2 separate regions of the Sus scrofa genome follow, and region 1 is linked to region 2. The links are chromatin contacts, called in public Hi-C maps. All regions are on one chromosome and are shown on one strand. Each heading gives the region's core, a stretch centred on a gene start, on an enhancer-like site or on the middle of the called end of the contact. The rest is flanking DNA. Distances are from core to core; before and after follow the strand shown.

Region 1 (2,927 bases), core at 165-2,664, 460 kb before region 2:
CATGCTTTAAAGAAAAACTGCACAGCGGGCATCATTACACATTTCCTACACTTCATAACTATCTAATGAGCCAAATGGATTACAGGATTTGTTATTCTGAATAAGGAAACACTGAACTGGCCAAGCTAAAGTGAATTGAGATGTGGCTCCAAAAGCCAAAATGGCCTTGGAGCATCACTGTAAGCTACAGAGTAAGTGGGCCAGGTATCAGGAGGGGTTAAATGATCAACCACCTGGTGACAAAGTCAATTCCTCACTTTCAGGCCACAGGTTAAATGTTATAATCCATGCATCCATTTCCACATTTGAGTATCCAATAAAAGCTAGGAATAATACGAGTCAAGTCCCACTCTATGTCAGATGGAGGTCAGGGAGGCACGAAACCCACAACAAATAAATCTAAACCCAGAAAACATTACGTCGTGATTTGTGCTCCAAAGAAAAAGCAACAGAGGATCTGGTACTTTTTAGACAAGTTGCTAAGAGAGATCTTTCGGAGGCACCATAACGTAGGGCTTCAGAGTGGGACTCAGATCAAGACTGGGCAATTTTGCTTCTTCCTAGCTAACTTTGGGCAAGTTACTGGAGTATTTGTGCAAAACAGCTATCTCTTTAACAAACACTTGAACAGAGCTTGTTAAGGGCCAGGCACTGTTTCCCCTGAATCCGTAGAGCAGCGGTAAAGAGAGAAGCTATTGCTACCACTGCCATTTTTGCAGACAAATCACCTTCCCAAAGACACAGCTGGTAAGCGGCAGAGCTGTGACCCCCACCCCGACAGTGTGAGTCCAGTACACATCGTATAAGACCGCGCCGAACTAAGGGACTTATTCGCCTCCAAACGCTAGGAACCGGTCCCGGCGGCCAGATCCCAGTACCAGCGCACGCGCCCGAGGCGCGCACAAGCCCTGAGCCCCAAACGCCAGGCCTCGAGCCGAGGCAGCGGCCCGCGACTTCCCGCCCCCCTGCGCCGACACGGACCCGCTGCACCACAGACTCAACAGACGACTACGAGCCCTACGCCGCGCCCGCACCCAGGACCGCGGCCCAAACTACGCGCCGCGCGCGGGGCTGACCTCACCTCTTCCTCCCTCCATCGCGAGATTTCCAGCAGGTTTAAAAAAAAAAAAAAAAAAAAAAAAAAAAAGCGGACTCTACCATCTTCGCGAAGCCAGGGTGGGAAGGAGGGAGAAAACAATGCTCTGAGTCAATGATCTCATCGTTGGGAGCACTATCGAGAAACATCAGATTTTACAGATTTAATAAGTGTCTAAATCCTATCTACTACCGGCTTGTGGGTTCTAAAGTTCGCGTTCGTGTCTTCAAACTGTCCCCCCCACAGCTTCCCGGATGATAGAAGTTGCCGAAGGCCGCTGATTCCAGAAGGTACTGTCTGGCGTTAAACTAGTCTCAGGTGAGAAATAAGTCTCGAGCGGCCTGTGCTGCGCACGCGCGAGCTCTTGGCGCCCTCCCGCGAGAGGAAAGTACTCTCTCGGTTCCGGAGTGGACACCGCCGGTTGCGGGAGAGAACTCCTGCTGCTGCCGCACCATGGCGTCCGTGGGGACCCTCGCCTTCGACGAATATGGCCGCCCTTTTCTCATCATCAAAGATCAAGACCGCAAGTCTCGTCTTATGGGACTCGAGGCCCTCAAGGTAACGGGACTGGGACGCCCTGGATGAGCGGAGGACCCCGAACCCCTGGCTCCGCGCGTGCGCACATTTAAGAGCCGTTCTGCCATGTGCTCTCGGGGAAGGTCGGGGAGCCCCTCTTTGGTCTCCAGTGCTGCACCCAACGCCTTGGGCCTGGGAAAGACCAACATAGAGGCCTTTAGTCCCAGTTTGAGGGTTTGGGTGTCCCTCAAGCGCTCTCCAGAGCTGGGTGGGGCAGCCTCAATTCACAGGCGGAGAACGCGCGTCCCCGCTGGCTTCTCCAGCGTGCTGTCGTTCCGACGGCGCATGTATCAGTAAGCTGCAGAGGAGGTATTTCTCGGGTCCCCTGGCAGATTAGGACCCTGCTTCTTTACCTTCAGTCGGTATACCTGCGACAGCCCCAAAGGAAAAGAGGTTCATACTCTTCGTTGCTTCCTTAAAGGCTTAGTCATTGACAGCGCATTTCATTTTTGAGTCCTTCTATGCACGGCGTAATCCTGGATGTGGTATTATAAAAACTGAAAACGTACACCTTTAAGGAAGAAAATACTACTACAAGAGTGAAAGTGGGAGTTCCCGTCGTGGCTCAGTGGGTTAACGATCCGGCGTTGCCGTGAGCTGTGGTGTAGGTTGCAGACACAGCTCAGATCCTACGTTGCTGTGGCTCTGGCGTAGGCCGGTGGCTACAGCTCCGATTCGACCCCTAGCCTGGGAACCTCCATATGCCGTGGGAGCGGCCCAAGAAATGGCAAAAAGACCAAAAAAAAAAAAAAAAGAGTGAAAAGTGGTCGCCAATAACTATGACATAAGGCAGTGTGTGACCAGAACCACGGGATATGGGAGGCAGTGCAGGAAAAAGCTGGAGGGGATCCTTCAGACGGTCAATGGAGGGGTTTTGAGCAGAATCACAAGTAGAACTATGCCAGAGGAAGTAGGCTTTGAGATAGACCATGTCGCCAGGCCTGAGGTGTCCCTGTTTGCTTAGTGTCTTGGGGTTTTATTTAAGAAGCAGTGCAGTTCTTTCTCCCCTGAACTGTTTGACCTAAAACAAGTTAACACCACCTCTCTGAACCTCCTTTCCCAGCAGGGGCAGCACACCTCTTTCCGGCTTGGGAGGGAAATTAAATGGGGTAACTTATCCAATCTTTGACCCATGGTAGGTAGGCGAGCCACTTGTGTTACATATTTAATTCCATTTTTCACTGAAAGGACCATTAGAGAAAGTGCCACTCAATGCATGCACCCCAAAAACAGAAGCTACAGGTGATTTTGTGTC
Region 2 (2,736 bases), core at 45-2,544:
TTCAAGAGAAACTAGAACTCTGAGGGGGGGGAGGGTTAATGTAAAATCTCTCTCTCTTACACGCACACACACACACACACACACACACACACACACACGCGCGCGCGCGCGCGCATACACACACACACCCCATCATGAAAGCTAAACAAAATATCTACAGGAGGTGAGATGGCCTCTGGTCCAGCTAGACAGATATTGTAACAAAGGATATGGAAAAATACCATGGAAGCAAAAAGGAGCAACAGACTCTATCTGGGAGGAAAGGGAAGGGCAGGCTTCCCCAGGGAGGTGACATTTAACCTGGGCTCTGTAAGTTAAGCAAGGATTCTTCTTGTCAAGAAAGTGAGGAACAGCTCCGATTCAACCCCTAGCTGGGAACTCCCATATGCCACGGGAGCAGCCCAAGAAAATGGCAAAAAGACAAAAAGACAAAAAAAAAAAAAAAAAAAAAGAAAGTGGGGAGGTGTAACGCTGTGAGGCGATGGGTGTGTTAACTAACCTTACTGTGGTGATAGTTTTTGCAATATATACATATATAAAATTAAAATTAATCAAAGAAAGTGGGGGAGAACATTCCTGCCCAGTGCCGTGTGGGCTTTCAGGGGCGCTCTGCCACTCTGGGAGGCTGGAGTGCTGGGTGAGCTTAGGGACTGCACACAGAGAGCCTTGGCAGCCTGGCCGAGATGTTCTTATTTTATCCTGGGGACAATGGGGGCATCACCCTCAGATTGCTTTATTTGCGGTCCCTCTGGGGCGCGGGTGAGGTCCGACAGAAAGCTCTATTCCGGAGCCATTGAACAGGAGGGAACCGGTCCAAAAGCACTTGGAAGAAGAGCTGCAGCCCCAAGTCAGGCTCAGGCCCTGCCCCAACTGCGCTCCCGGCCTCCACCCTGAGATAATATGGTAACCAGGCGGGCACTGCAGGCGAGTGTGGGTGCCCCCGGGTAGGCGGTGGGCAGAGAGCGGTTTCCTCTCCTCTCCGCCTGGGAGGTGGCTGCTAGCAGCCGGCAGTGTTGTGGTTACCAGGGCCTGGGGTTACAACACATGTTTGTTTTTTAAAAAAGTTGCAATACCTTTTAAATCAGGGTCTGGACAGGATCCAAGGACAGTAGCAAGGACCAGCCCCCATGGCGCTTCTTAAAGAAGCAGCTGCAGAACCTGGATCTCTGGGAGGGCCCGAGTTCAGGCAGGGCTTAGAGGCTGGCCACGTCTGGAGGGAGATCAAATCTCCAGGGCGCCCCATCCCCCCTCCTCCTTCTTCAGGGCACTTTGGCATAGGGAGCGCTTGAAGATAATCAGTGTTTGGAGCTTTCTTGGAAAACCAGAAGCAGTGCGTAGAGGAGCCCAAGAACACGGGGTCCGGCTCATGGGGAGGAAAGACTTTCCACCCGGTCCAAGATTTAGCAGTCTGGCTTGGCAGGGAGTGAGGTCCCCACTGCAGAAGGTATGCAAGTAGAAGCTAAAATTGGTAGGGCAATGCTGGAGAATGCAGGCAAGGGCCTGCTGGGGTAGGGGTCCTGAGGGAATGGATGCTATTGATATATATTTTTTTAATATATAATGATTTTTTTTTAATTGTGAGTGGAAGGGACCTTTGTTGTGGTCTCTTTGCAGAGAAAGAAGTTCTTTCTCAAAGCGATCAAGATCAGGATTGGAGTTCCCGTGGTGGCACAGCGGAAATGATCCAACTAGTAGCCATGAGGGTGTGGGTTCGCTCCCTGGCCTTGATCAGTGAGTCAGGAATCTGGTATAGCTGTGAGCTGTGGTGTAGTTTGCAGACACGGTTTGGATCCTGCCTTGCTGTGGCTGGCAGCTGTAGCTCCCATTCGACCCCTTGCCTGGCAACTTGCGTATGCTGCAGGTGCAGCCCTAAGAAGCAAAAAAAAAAAAAAGAAGAAAGAAAAAGATTGGGATTCTAGAGACTTTCATTTTGGTACTTGTTGGTGGGAACGTAAATGGTACAGTTGCTATGGAAAACAGTAGGAAGGTTTCTCAAAAAATTAAAAAATACGTTAATGTGATGCAGCAGTCTCATTTCTGGGTATATATCCAAAAGAATCGAAATCAAGGTCATGAAGAGATATCTGTACTCCCACCTTCAATGCAACATTATTAACATAGCCAAGGAGTTCCCACTGTGGCTCAGCAGTAACGAGCCCAGCTAGCATCCATGAGGATGTGGGTTCGGTCCCTGGCCTCGCTCAGTGGGTTAAGGATCTGGCATTGTCGTGAGCTGTGGTGTAGGTTGTAGATGTGGCTCAGATACTGTGTGCTGTGGTGTAGGCTGGCAGCTGCAGTTCTGATTCAGACCCCGTCCTGGGAATCTCCATATGCCACATGTGTGGCTCTAAAAAGAAAAAAAGAAAAAAACAAAAAACAATAGCCATGCTATGGAAACAACCCGAGTGTCCGCTGATAGATACATGGATAAAGAAAATGTGGTGTATGCATGTAATCAAATTGTATTTAGCCTTTTAAAAAAGGAAATTCTGCCACTTGTGACAATGGCTGAACGTGGAAGACATTACGCTAAGTGAAATAAACTAGTCACGGGACATGTACAGCATGATTCCGCTTTTTGAGGGTTTCAACTAGCCTGTCTCATAGAAGCAGAGTATAGAATGGTGGCGCTGGAGATGTTTAGTACATCAGTGTCGCAGTCAGCAGTTTGAAAGCACTGGGCGGAGAGGGTGGATCTTTGCTAAGCGGTTTTACCCCCAAAACAAAGCAAAAACA

The links. A called contact is a pair of places that touch in the nucleus more often than the background predicts.
Region 1: a contact with region 2 is called in a Hi-C map of liver, with 8 times the contacts expected there. The contact joins the promoter of CCT5 here to the promoter of GM2A in region 2. A contact is called at or near these places in 2 of 47 Hi-C or Micro-C datasets (heart right ventricle and liver) and 1 of 2 datasets of contacts at active chromatin or transcription factors (alveolar macrophages).

The regions. Positions count from the first base shown.
Region 1 is chr16:72,221,677-72,224,603 of Sscrofa11.1, reverse strand. CCT5 (chaperonin containing TCP1 subunit 5) reads left to right here and starts at 1,414. Exons shown (of 11, transcript NM_001278779.1): 1 at 1,414-1,654. The coding sequence starts at 1,550. FAM173B (protein FAM173B) reads right to left here and starts at 1,112. Exons shown (of 5, transcript XM_021076853.1): 1 at 1,082-1,112.
Region 2 is chr16:71,766,430-71,769,165 of Sscrofa11.1, reverse strand. It overlaps GM2A (ganglioside GM2 activator), which reads left to right and starts at 1,294. Exons shown (of 4, transcript XM_013984919.2): 1 at 1,294-1,444. The coding sequence starts at 1,367.